Regions from separate parts of the Pan troglodytes genome. Here region 2 is linked to region 1. A link is a contact called in public HiChIP or PLAC-seq data. All regions are on one chromosome and are shown on one strand. Each heading gives the region's core, a stretch centred on a gene start, on an enhancer-like site or on the middle of the called end of the contact. The rest is flanking DNA. Distances are from core to core; before and after follow the strand shown.

Region 1 (5,898 bases), core at 2,184-4,683:
CACCTGCCAGCCACCTCCCACCTCCCGGTCCATACATCTCTCCTCTGTGGAGAGAGCATTTCAGCCTTACTGACTCCCGTGCACACATGTGTGCATAACAGTAATACGTGAGTTATGCTTTTCTCTTGTTAACCTGGGGCTTTTGTTGTTGTTAGAGGGCTGTTGGCTGTAACCCTTCCTGATGGGGAGGAGACAGATCATCCCCTTTCAGCCCCTACACAGACTTTCTCCTGCTCCCTCCCTCAAGATGCATCCTGGGGTGGGTGTGGGGGTGCTGGAGGGACTGAGCCTCAGAGGAAGGAACCTTTCTTTGCCCAGCTTCTGCTGAAGGAGAGCCTGGGTTCTTTTTCTTTCCGAAGCCAGCTGGTGGGGAGTGGGGGGTGCCATGAGGATGAGGATTATGCAAAGTCTGGTGGGAGAGCTAAGCAGTAAGTCTGTGGCTGGGGATTCCATTACCCTCCAGGCTGAAGGACCCGTGGGCTCTCCAGGGTGTCCCTGGCCTGCCCTGTTTGTGTCCCTGTGGGGAAGTCCAGAGCCAGGCTCTGGGGCTGCTCCTTAAAGGGTATCCTATCCTAAGCCTGATGGCTCAGTGGCCTGGGAGGATTTGGGATTGGAGGGTGAGCTAGGGGTCACCTTTGCTGCCACCCGGTTCTAATGTATTCTTACCAAGCGCTGGCCCAGTTCTCTCCGTGGAGTGGCGTGGATAGGAATTAACCATGGCCTGATCATTCTAAGATGTACTGCAAAACTGCCTTTCTATCTACCGCCTCCCCCACTTCCTTCTGCCTTTGATATGTTAGGATTCCCTAACCCTGACACAGAGACACGCAGAGAACACACATCCCACATATGTGCATGAGCAGACACAAGAGTGTGCACACATGCACGCACAGCTCTCAGCTCTGAATTCTTTTTTTTTTTTTTTTTATACGGAGTCTCGCTCTGTCGCCCAGGCTGGAGTGCAATGGCGTGATCTCGGCTCACTGCAACCTCCGCCTCCCGGGTTCAAGCGATTCTCCTGCCTCAGCCTCCTGAGTAGCTGGGATTACAGGCGCGCGCTACCACGCCCGGCTAATTTTTGTATTTTTAGTAGAGACGGGGTTTCACCATGTTGGTCAGGCTGGTCTCGAACTCCTGACCTCGTGATCCACCCGCCTCTGCCTCTCAAAGTGCTGGGATTACAGGCGTGAGCCACCGCACCCGGCCTCAGCTCTGAATTCTTATGCAGCTGGGACTCACGCAGACGCTACCGACTGTTCCGCAGAGCAAGCATTTTTCTCCTCCAGAACTAAGTGAGCTGGGGAATGCCCAGGCCTGCCTGGACCCTCAAACCCCAGCGGACAGTCAGAGAGAGCTGCCCTGAACAGCCACAGGTGCCTTCCCTGGCCACAGCCTTACCCTGAGCAGCAGGGAGGCGGCAGCGAGCAGACACACCGCCTCCACCCCTAAGGCACACACATGCACACACACACCCGGGCCGGGGAAAATGCAGGCCGGGCGGCCAGCGTCAGAGGCTGACCAGTTGTGTCCTGTCAGGAAGCGGGCAGCCTCTGAACTCACCCAACCAGAGGCGTTACTGTATTGTTCTGGACACAATCGAAAAGACTGGGCCAGCCCCGACTCCGGGCAAGGGGCAGTGGAGAAACGGTTGCCACTGGGGTCAGGAGGACAGGGAAAGGGAAGCGGCTCTTAGGCTGGATTTGGGACAGGAAAGGAAGCGGCGGCCGCGGGGGCCCGACCCTCAAATCCACGGCGTGCGTGGAGCTGCGAGCACGTGGTCGGCGCAGGAAATCTCTGCGGTGGGGAGGGGTCGCCAATGCTCGCGCGGCTGCTGAGACTTGCGACCCCCTTGTAGGAGGCTTGGGGTCGGGCTGCGGCGCTGCAGCGCTCGCTGCCAGCAAAGCAAAGGCGTACTGAGGCCCTGACTAAGAGGGAAGTCGCGGAAGGAGGCCCGGGTGGGCTGCGGTGAGGGAACCCCGCTTCCCCGGCCGCGTTTCTTTCTTCGCAATCTTTGCGCGAAGTCAATGGAGAAACAGCCAAAGCTCGAGTTACTTCCAGGGGAGGCAAAGGAGAGGCAAGGACGCGGGACCCAGCACAGAGCTCACTGCACAAACGCCGCCGTGGGAGAGGGGCCTCTAGAGGGATGGGGACGCCAGGGTCTCCTGCAGCCCAGGAGCGCCGGTATTCCAAGGGCCGACTTTTCTGAGCCCAGCCTCCCCTTGCCCTAAGGAGACCGGCTGGAAGCGGCGCTGGCAGGCCAGGGGGCATGGATGGGATGACCCCAATTGAAGGGACAAGGCCAGCCAGGTAAATCCGGAGACTCCTCCAGCCCAGTCCGGGACGCGTCCGTAGTGGTTAGGACCACAGCCCCCTCCTGGGCCACGAGCGTCGATCTTTCCTGAGCATTCCCCGCTCTCACCCTTCTCAGGTCCCCAAAGTCCGCAACCCTAGTCCAGGCTGGAAATCCGGGGCGTGGGTGCCCTGCAGGCGTGCTCTCCACTTCACCTGTGCAGGTGAGTGGGCGCCTGCGGTGCCTTTCTCTGGGGTGCGCCTGTCCCCCGCAGCCCCTTCCCGCCTCCACGCTCCTGGAGCCCCAGTCTCTCCCCTGCTCCTCCAATCTTCCCCTCTGGGCGCCTGAACCCAGGCCTGTCCAGAAATCTCTGAAGTGGGGGGATAGCCCCCTTCCCCCTGCTCCCACCCCTCCCGTCTCGCCTCCCTTCGTCCCCAGTCCCGGCTCGGACGGAACTGGCCTGGTAGGGTACTTACAGGGTAACGGTGCCGTTAGGCAGAAGGCCGGGCTCGGGAGGCTCCGGGAGGTCCCCGCCGCTGCACACCACCCTCCGCCGAGCCGGGCCAGGGACGCCGCCGCTCAGCCCCTTGGGCCGCTCCCCCGAGCACTTGCAGCTGCGGATGGGTAGCGGGCAGCCGGGCGCGCCCCGAGCCTCGGGCGCCAGGAGCAGCAGGAGCCACGGCAGCAGCGGCAGCAGCAGGCGCGCGGGCGCCCCCCGCATCCTGCGTCCCCCGGGGCCCATCAACCCATCGCCCCGCGGGGACCCACAGCGCTGGGGCCGGGCTGCGTGCCGGCCGGAGGGACCCAGGCGTGCGGGAGGACTGCTCAGCGGGGGCCCGGGGCGCCCGAGGGCGTGGAGGGGGGCCCTGGGCGGAGGCGAGCCCCGGGGTCCCCGCCGCCGCGCCCCGGGGGCATGTCCGGCGAGCGCCCCGGCGGGGAGGACGTCGGCGCGGCTGTCAGCGCAGCGCGGGCAGCTCCCAGCTGCGCGGCCCGAGTCTCAGCGCCCGGCCCTCGGGACACTGGAGGCCCGGCCCCTCCGCGTCGCCTGCTCGCTGGGCGCTGGGCTGGGACCTAGCGGATCGCGCCGGGCTCCTGCTGCCGCCGCCGCCGCCGCTCCGTGCCATGGATGGAGGCAGCTCCGCGCCGCGCCGCTCCCGCCGCCGGTCCCCGCCCGCCCGGGCCTTCCGCGGGGCCCTAGCGCCGACCGACACGGGGCCAGGCCGAGGCCCTCTGCCGAGTGGGGGCGGGCCAGCTGGCTCGAGGACCCTGCGTCCCCGCGCCCGCCCTGCACCAACACTCCTCTCCCGCTTGTCCCCGCGCCCCGGGCCAGGACCCTTCCTTTCCGCAACCCATCTCAGACCTCTGAGCCGACCACCACCACCTTCCACAAAATTTCCCTTGTCCGTGCTGGTGCAGCTTGCGTCTCCAGGCTGCTGGGGCCCTCCTGGACCCGCGGACTTGGACAGAGACGTCTGGGGCGCCCTGTTTTGGGTTGAAATTGGTGGAAGGCTCCGAGGTTTCCTTTGGCCCCTGACACGATGATCAGTGTGGAAGTCGTCTCTCACTCTCCTTCCAGCTCCGGTGGAGGCAGCCGCAGGAGGATGGCAGCCGAGACAAGGAGGCAGCAGACCCTCCTCCGCTGCGGTGACCTCGCTCAGCGGGGGGTGCATGTCATTCGGCCAAGGAGAGGTCAAAGGCCAAGGCAGACAAGGCTAGAGGCTAGACTGGGCCTCCTACATTTTCCACAACGCTGTGTGTGTGTGTGTCTGTGTGTGTGTGTTTCGGGGACAGTGAGTGGGACAAGGGAAAAGTAGATGAGAAGGAGCAGGGCTTTGCAGCAGGGTGTGGAAAGAGCACTGCGCAGTGAGTCTGGAGACCCCTATTCCAGACTCGGCTCTGCCTCTTACTACTGTCTGACCTTGGACACAGCCCCTAGCTTGCTGGGGTAGCAGATCTCTGGGGTTGAAATGGGGCTCTGCCTGCTCCCCAGTTTATAGAGTGGCATTAGATGCCCAGTAAATCGTGGCATTAGAATAAGAGAGTGTGGTGGGGGGGAGGGGCACATGGTTTCCAAAGGCAGAGGACTGGTGGTGGCAGGGGTGACCTTGACAACTAGTGGTGGGTATAAAGCTGCCTGCAGGCCGGGCGTGGTGGCTGACACCTGTAATCCCAGCACTTTTCGAGGCCGAGACGGGCGGATCACTTGAGGTGAGGAGTTTGAGATCCACCTGGCCAACATGATGAAACCCTGTCTGTACTAAATATACAAAAATTATCCGGGCGTCGTCGTGGGCGCCTGTAATCCCAGCTACTTGGGAGGCTGAGGCACGAGAATTGCTTGAACCCAGGAGGCGGAGGTTGCAGTGAGCTGAGAGCGTGCCACTGCACTGCAGCCTAGTGACAAAGTGAGACTCCGTCTCAATAAATAAATAAATTAATTAAAAAAAAAAAAAAAAAACGGCCTGCAGTACACCGGAACCAGGGCTGGGGACAGGCAGTAAGAAGTGCAGCCCAGGGGTCTGCTTCCTCTGTTTCCCCACAGAAGCTCACCTTTCTGTTGCTTAATAGAGCTGCCGGGATGGGGCAGGACTCCCGTTCCCCCTCCTTCACTCTACCACCCAAGCGGTCCCCAAGGTGAATGCCACATTCTTTAGTGAGCTTAGCCCTGCTGGTGTGCGGTGGTGCCTTTTCTAGGGCCCCTGTGCCTGTCAGCCAAGTCTACCCTGACTATGCAGGGAATGGCTTTTCTCTCTTGCCCGTTGGCGTTGGCGGCAGGCAGGGGCCTAGATGTTGGCTTCTTCACTTTCCCTCCCTGGCTCCACAGATCTCCCCCAGTTGCAGGCTCTCTGGTTCCTTGAACTTCCAAAGATAAATAAATAGTGATTGCAAATGGAGGAAGGGAGAAGGGGAATGGACTCCCCCAGCAGGAGCCCTCACAGGCGGTGGCCCAGGCTGCATTCCTCAGGAAAGAGCTGACAGCAGAGCCACAGCCCATAGGCAGGGCTGTGCAGCCCTCCTGCTCACAGGCAAGGAAGACTCTGAGATCTCTGGCCTGGGTCATATAGCTTTTCTGTGATTTCCTTTGGCTAAATGAAGACACTCAAAGTCTAAAGAAGAATTCTACTGGAACACCCACTCCTGGAGGCTGAACAGAGGCCAAAGGCCATTTAATGAGGCGAGGCTTCCCCACCACTAGGAATGAAATGTCTGATGGAGACATCTACAAAACACTGGACTGTCCTGAGGGTCACCACATTTGACTTCTTACCCACCCAGGGAGGTGATGAAGTGGAGGTTACTTTCTTATTTTGCAAGTATGGATGAAGAAACTGAGTCACTGAGACTAGAGTCCAAGGGTAGGAACTTACTTTCTGATTCCTTTTTTTGTGTATGTGTGAGACAAGGTCTCTCTCTGTCACCCAGGCTGGAGTGCAGTGGCAGGAACACTGCAGCCTCGATCTCCTGGGTTCAATCCTCCCACCTCCACCTCCCAAGTAGCTGGAACTACAGGTTTGTTATTGCATGCAACTAATTTTTTTGAATGTTTTGTAGAGATGGGGATCTCGCCATGTTGCCCAGGCTGGTCTCAAACTCCTGGACTCCAGCAA
Region 2 (5,898 bases), core at 995-3,494, 380 kb before region 1:
GCCAGTCCCCCAACCTCTGGCAACCATTAAGCTTTCTGTCTCTAGATTTACCTACTCTGGCCATTTCATATAAATGGAATCACACAATATGCAGTCTTTCTGACTGACTTAGCTCACGTAGTGTGATGTTTTCAAGGTTCATTCACATTGTAGCACGCATCAGCAGTTCATTCCTTTCTAAGGTCAAATAATACTCCATTGAATGAATATATTAACACCATATTTTGTTTATCGATGCATCAGTCGTTATGTCCTTACCACATTCCTGTATTCGAATAAAGAACCAGGGCTCCAAGAGGTTCACTCACTTTATAACTCAAATAATAAAATGACATTTGGGGCCGAGCGCAGTGGCTCACGCCTGTAATCCCAACACTTCGGGAGGCCGAGGGGCAGGGGAAAGGGGGATCACTTGAGGTCAGGAGTTCAAGACCATCCTGGCCAACATGGCGAAACCCCGTCTGTACTAAAAATACAAAAATTAGCCGGGTGTGATGGCCGGCGCCTGTAATCCTAGCTACTCGAGAGGCTGAGGCAGGAGAATCGCTTAAACCGGGAGGCGGAGGTTGCAGTGAGCCGAGATGGCACCACTGCACTCCAGCCTGGGCAACAGAGCGAGACTCCAACTCAAAAAAAAAAAAAACAAAAAACGACATTTCTACTTTTTGGCGATTATGAATAATGATGCTATGAACATGGGCGGACAAGCTTTATGTGAACATACGTTATCAGTTTTCTTGGGTATATAGCCAGGAGTGGGCTTGCTGGGTCATAGACTAATTCTAATGCTTACTGTTTTGAGGAACTACCAAACTATTTTCCACCATTTTACATCCCCACCAGCAATGTACGAGAATTTCACTATTACATTTTCAACAAATGAGGATAATTCTTGAACGAACAGAGGTATGCTGCCACCGCAGAACGACAACCCACTACCCAGAAGACTGTATTAACAAAGCAGAAGTATATGTCCGGCAGGAAAACGGAGAATAAAATGTTGCAGGTCCAAGTGTATTAGGCAAGTGAGTTAACCTCGCAGAGCCCCGGTTCCTTATTCGAAAAAAAAAAAAGGGGCCGCTGTAATGCCATTTTACCTTGCAGTCGCCGTGAAAATTAAATCAGTCAATCCGCGTAAAGGTACTTTACAACACTGATTATTCATGATTCGATCTCAGGCAAGGCATTAGGGGCAAACAGCTAAATGCCCAGATCCCTCCTCCTCGCAAAGGTTCCTTCCCCTCGGGAGGGTCCCTGAGCGGCATCGGGGGCTGCAGCCACTTCCCTTCCCCGGGAGAGCCGGCCTGCCAGCCACGCAGGATAAATTGCTAGAGCTGGAGCAGCAGATCCGTGCCACCCCTACCCAGCACCGCTCCCAGGAGAGAGATCTGCAGCCTGCTGCTAAGCTTAGCAAGTCCGCGCAGGATCTTTCTTTTTTAAATGGTAATAAACATATTTTTTGGGGTCGAAGCAGAAAAGGAGGGGCAAAGGGAACACAAGCATGTCCCCCCAACCTCTGATCTTAGTCTCGGTCTCTCCAACACCCCCCGCAACACACCCTCCTCCACATAAGGAAAACAAGTATGAAACCCGATCCTTTACGAACCCCAGCCCCAAGGGCCCTCACCTCCCCGCAAGGACAGAGGGTGCAAAGCTTACCTGGTGGCTTCCTCCGGCTCGACCAGGCTCTGGCCAGGCGCCTCCAGAGGGATAGTAGCCATCGCCTCCTCCGCCTTCTCCCAGCCAGGTGGTCTCCGCCGGGCCGCCCCCGCGCACCCGCCAGGAAATGGGAGGCTGGGGAGGTTCAGGGCGAAGAGGATATAAGGGTGGAGGTGGGTGTACCGGCACATCTCCACCCCCAGGCCCGTAGTAGCGGCCGTAGGACGGACCGTCACTGGGGCCGTAGCCCGAGCGCCTCAGGGCCGACATGGGATCCGCTGCCCTGAAGCGCTTCCCGCCCCCTCCCCACGGCCGACCCATCGCGCAGGCGCCCGCGGGCGATTGCGAATGGAGAGCAGCGAAGGGGGTCGGACGACGCCAGCCAATCCCAGGCCCGGGCCCGCCCCTTCTGCTGCGGAACCCCGAAAGCTGAGGGACGGAGGTCAGTGACTCTGAGGTCTCGGGAACCCGGAGACGAGGGAAGACACCGTGTTCCTTAAGAGGGAGTATACGTTTCCTCGCCATTTATCCAATGGAGATTCCTCTTACCTACTTAACAGGAACAGGGAAAGGGTGTCCCCCAACGGTACGGCTGCCCCGCCTCTTCCTGGGGGCCCGCACGTGTTACAGGAAGTGGGTAAGGGTAATATGGAGGAGCTTCCGGCAGGCCCCGGCGGCTGAAAGCCGGGGCAGAAGTGCTGGTCTCGGTCGGGATTCCGGGCTTGGTCCCACCGAGGCGGCAACTGCGGTAGAAGGGAGGAGGTTTTGGACGCGCTGGCCTCCCGCCGCTGTGCATTGCAGCATTATTTCAGTTCAAAATGAACTATATGCCTGGCACCGCCAGCCTCATCGAGGACATTGACAGTGAGTAGTTTATCTCCTCCCGGTGGAGCCTGGGGTTAGACCCTTCCTCCCGGGCGGGCGCCTCTTCCGAAGAAGCTTGTAGAATGAGTCCCGGGCGGGGCCGGTGTGTTCTGAGCTCAATCCGGGCGTTCCGCGTCGATGTCCTCCACAGCTGCGGTACACACCGCTTGCCCACCCAGTAGCCTGCTGCTACTTCTGCCCCTCGCAGCCTCCGCCAGCCCTCTAGCTGGTGAGCCCCAAGCGATGGAACTCATTCTTGCTTCCGTGGGTCGCGGCAGCAGAGGCCCGAACACGAAAGAAGCCCGGGGAGGGGGGGGGCTTCTCCCCCGTCCACTCCTGCCTGCAGTATTTCGAAGTATCAGCGTGTTACCGGTGGATGGATCGGAATACCTAGAGAGAGGATTCATTAAAAAGCGAAAATATTAAGACAGCGGCAGTTGGACTTAATTGGCAGTAAATGTAGGCGCTCTACGGTGTGGCCATTTGCTGGCTTATTTTACTGTGAGGGTCATTAGCACCTTCAGGTTATTGTAGTAGAGACCACTGTTAGACATGGTATTGACTTTTCTGGAAAGACCAAATCACTTGCAACCTTTTTTTTTTTTTTTTTTTAAGACAATTTACTTTTGCTTTTACTAAGAAGACCTCCCTTATTCCTGGTTTTTGTCCGGAAGAGGAGCTCAGTCCTATACAAAAGCGAAAAGAACCGTCTGCAGTTGTTCTGGCTTTCCTTTTTTCTAAATTCCGTCTGTGCATTATTCCTCAAGCAACATTTTTTATTGTTTTAATCATGTGATCTTTCTCATTAACTTGTTTCAAGATGATTTACACATAGTTTTAAACAAGCTGCAATCGTCTCAGTTACTCTGTGAATACGCAGTTTAGAATCTATGGTTAAAATTTCATTTTACGGGCCTGGCGCGGTGGCTCACGCCTGTAATCCCAGCACTTTGGGGGGCCGAGGCGGGCAGATCGCCTGAGGTCGGGAGTTCAAGACCAGCCTAGCCAACATGGTGAAACCCCGTTCCTACAATTAGCTGGGCACGATGGCGATGCCTGTAATCCCAGCTACTCGGGAGGCTGAGGCGGGAGAATCGCTTGAACCCGGGAGGAGAAGGTTGCAGTGAGCCGAGATCGCACCATTGCACTCCAGCCTGAGCGACAGAGCAAGACTCCGTCTCAAAAAAAAAAAAAAAAAAATCATTTTATGGTTGACAGATCTTTTTTCTTTTTTTCTTTTTTTTTTTTTTGAGACAGAGTCTTGCTCTGTCGCCCAGGCTGTAGTGTGCAGTGGCGCGATCTTGACTCACTGGAACCTCCACCTCCCGGGTTTAAACCATTCTTGTGCCTCAGCCTCCCAAGTAACTGGGATTGCAGGCGCCTGCCAGCACGCCCAGCTAATTTTTGCATTTTTTGGTAGAGACGAGGTTTCGCCATGCTGGGCAGTATGGTCTCCAACTCCTGACCTCAGGTGATCCACCCACCTCGGCCTCCCAGAGTGCTGGGATTACAGGCGTGAGCCACCGCCTCCGGCCGACAGATCATTTTTTAAAACACAAATTACTTATTGTGCTATGTAAGGGAAATGTAGTGTAATTGGACTAAATATATATTAACATCTATATGAACCTGTTAAGTGTAACAGGATGTTTTAGTTGCTCGAGGATGCTCTTTTGCCCTCATCTCTCCTTATATATCCTCTAACACATCCTGCCATTTTACTAAAAATCAGTTTTGCTCTTTGGCCCTCTAACCCCTACCTCTTTGTAGATTCCAGACCCCCTACTTTATTAAAACTTTGAAGCCATTTGATATGCACCCTTTGCTCCCCAACCCTAACACACAGTTTCCTCCTTGTGTTTCTGTATTTTCACCCATCCTTTAATTTGAGTAGGAAGGATTCCTCCCTTTTTGTCTGTCTGTTGTTACTGTCTCCTCTCACTGCTTCTGGAACCTTTTTTCGTTGTTAGCCTTTTTCTTTTATATCCTCTGTCTCCCCAACCCCTGCGTTCTTCCCCTCATGTGTTGCTGTCTATCCATCTCAAATATTTTCTCCGTTCTCTTCATATTCCCATCCCTTTTTTCATATCTTTATCCCCAAACCTCGAGTCATTTTCATTTTGTCTGTTTCTTGATCACCTTCAATAGACTACTTACATTACTCCTGCAATCTAATTTTTATCCTGAAATTACTCAAGCTGCATTCTTCAAAGTTATTCGTCTAAGGTCTTCTTCTGTGTTCTCTCCCCTTTGCAGCACTGTGATACTCTCCCCACCAGATTCTTTAATTCTCTTCTCTTGATTTCTCTAACAACTGGTACTTGGTGATTTTCTTACTTCTCTGGCTCTTACTGTTCTCCAAAATAGATGGTCACTTGGATTACATGTGGCCTACTTCTTTAAATCTTTAGTAGATCTCCTGTACTTTAGTTTTTTATATCACCTCTTTGTAGATTTATCCAAAATTGCTTTCTCTAATCTTGATGTCTTTGGTTTTCCAGTCTTACTGTTTCCAACTATCTGCGTGTGTTTCTATGTAAGTGTCCTGATAGCACTTTAGAATCACAAAGAGCTAATAACCTTCACCCTGAGCTTGCTGCTTTTATTCCCAACTCTTGGTAAATAGTTTTGTGATGTCTCATAAAACTCCTACATCTTTACCTCACATCTTCAGCACCCCACCCTCTCACACATACCCACTTATACAAACTCAGTAAACAGACTCCATCACTTAATGTTTTCTTGTTCCCTATGAAGTCAAATCCAGATGCAGCCTGCGCCCAGTACTTTTCTGACTTTATCTACTGTTCTTTCCCTTCACACCCTCAGCTTTTAGCTAAACATGGATGTACAGCCCTTTTTTCCTCCTCTTTAATTTACAGATTGCCTTCTCCCCCCCGAAGGAATTTAGGTGCCCTAAAATTATCTACGTTTTAAGGTCCAACTCTGATACCTCCTTCAGAAATACAGTTTCTCTCTCTGTAGTCTCATATAATTAAGATTCGCTTTCTGTGGTACTTATTTATAGCGCAAGGAAGAGTATAAATTCCTTCAGGGCAGAGTCACTGTGTTTTTCCTCTGTTCTGCATCTAGAAAGTACTTTAGGCATGGAATGAAAGAAATTTTGCTGGGTGCGCTAGTAACTGGCTTATTTTCATTCTTCAGTGTCAGCTCAAAGTCACCTCTTCAGAGAGGCTTTCCCTTGCCACCCTTCCTTCTGTAACCACTTCTCTCCCTTCATCATACTGCCTTGCTAGTTTATTATTCCATTGTCCTAATCACAATAGGTTATTTTCTTATTTATTTGTCCTCCTCCAACATGAATATAAATTCATAAGGTTGGTGACTTTCTAAGTCTCATTCTCTACTGTATGT

What was found. HiChIP or PLAC-seq counts read pairs in DNA pulled down with a chosen protein or histone mark.
Region 2: a contact with region 1 is called in an H3K4me3 HiChIP or PLAC-seq map of stem cell-derived excitatory neurons, with 2.9 times the contacts expected there. The contact joins the promoter of LSM1 here to the promoter of ADGRA2 in region 1.

Annotation. Positions count from the first base shown.
Region 1 is chr7:46,194,853-46,200,750 of NHGRI_mPanTro3-v2.0_pri, reverse strand. ADGRA2 (adhesion G protein-coupled receptor A2) reads right to left here and starts at 3,433. Exons shown (of 19, transcript XM_016959331.4): 1 at 2,767-3,433. The coding sequence starts at 3,032.
Region 2 is chr7:46,573,772-46,579,669 of NHGRI_mPanTro3-v2.0_pri, reverse strand. It overlaps LSM1 (LSM1 homolog, mRNA degradation associated), which reads left to right and starts at 2,244. Exons shown (of 4, transcript XM_001170479.8): 1 at 2,244-2,523. The coding sequence starts at 2,478. BAG4 (BAG cochaperone 4) reads right to left here and starts at 2,184. Exons shown (of 5, transcript XM_519710.8): 1 at 1,660-2,184. The coding sequence starts at 2,184.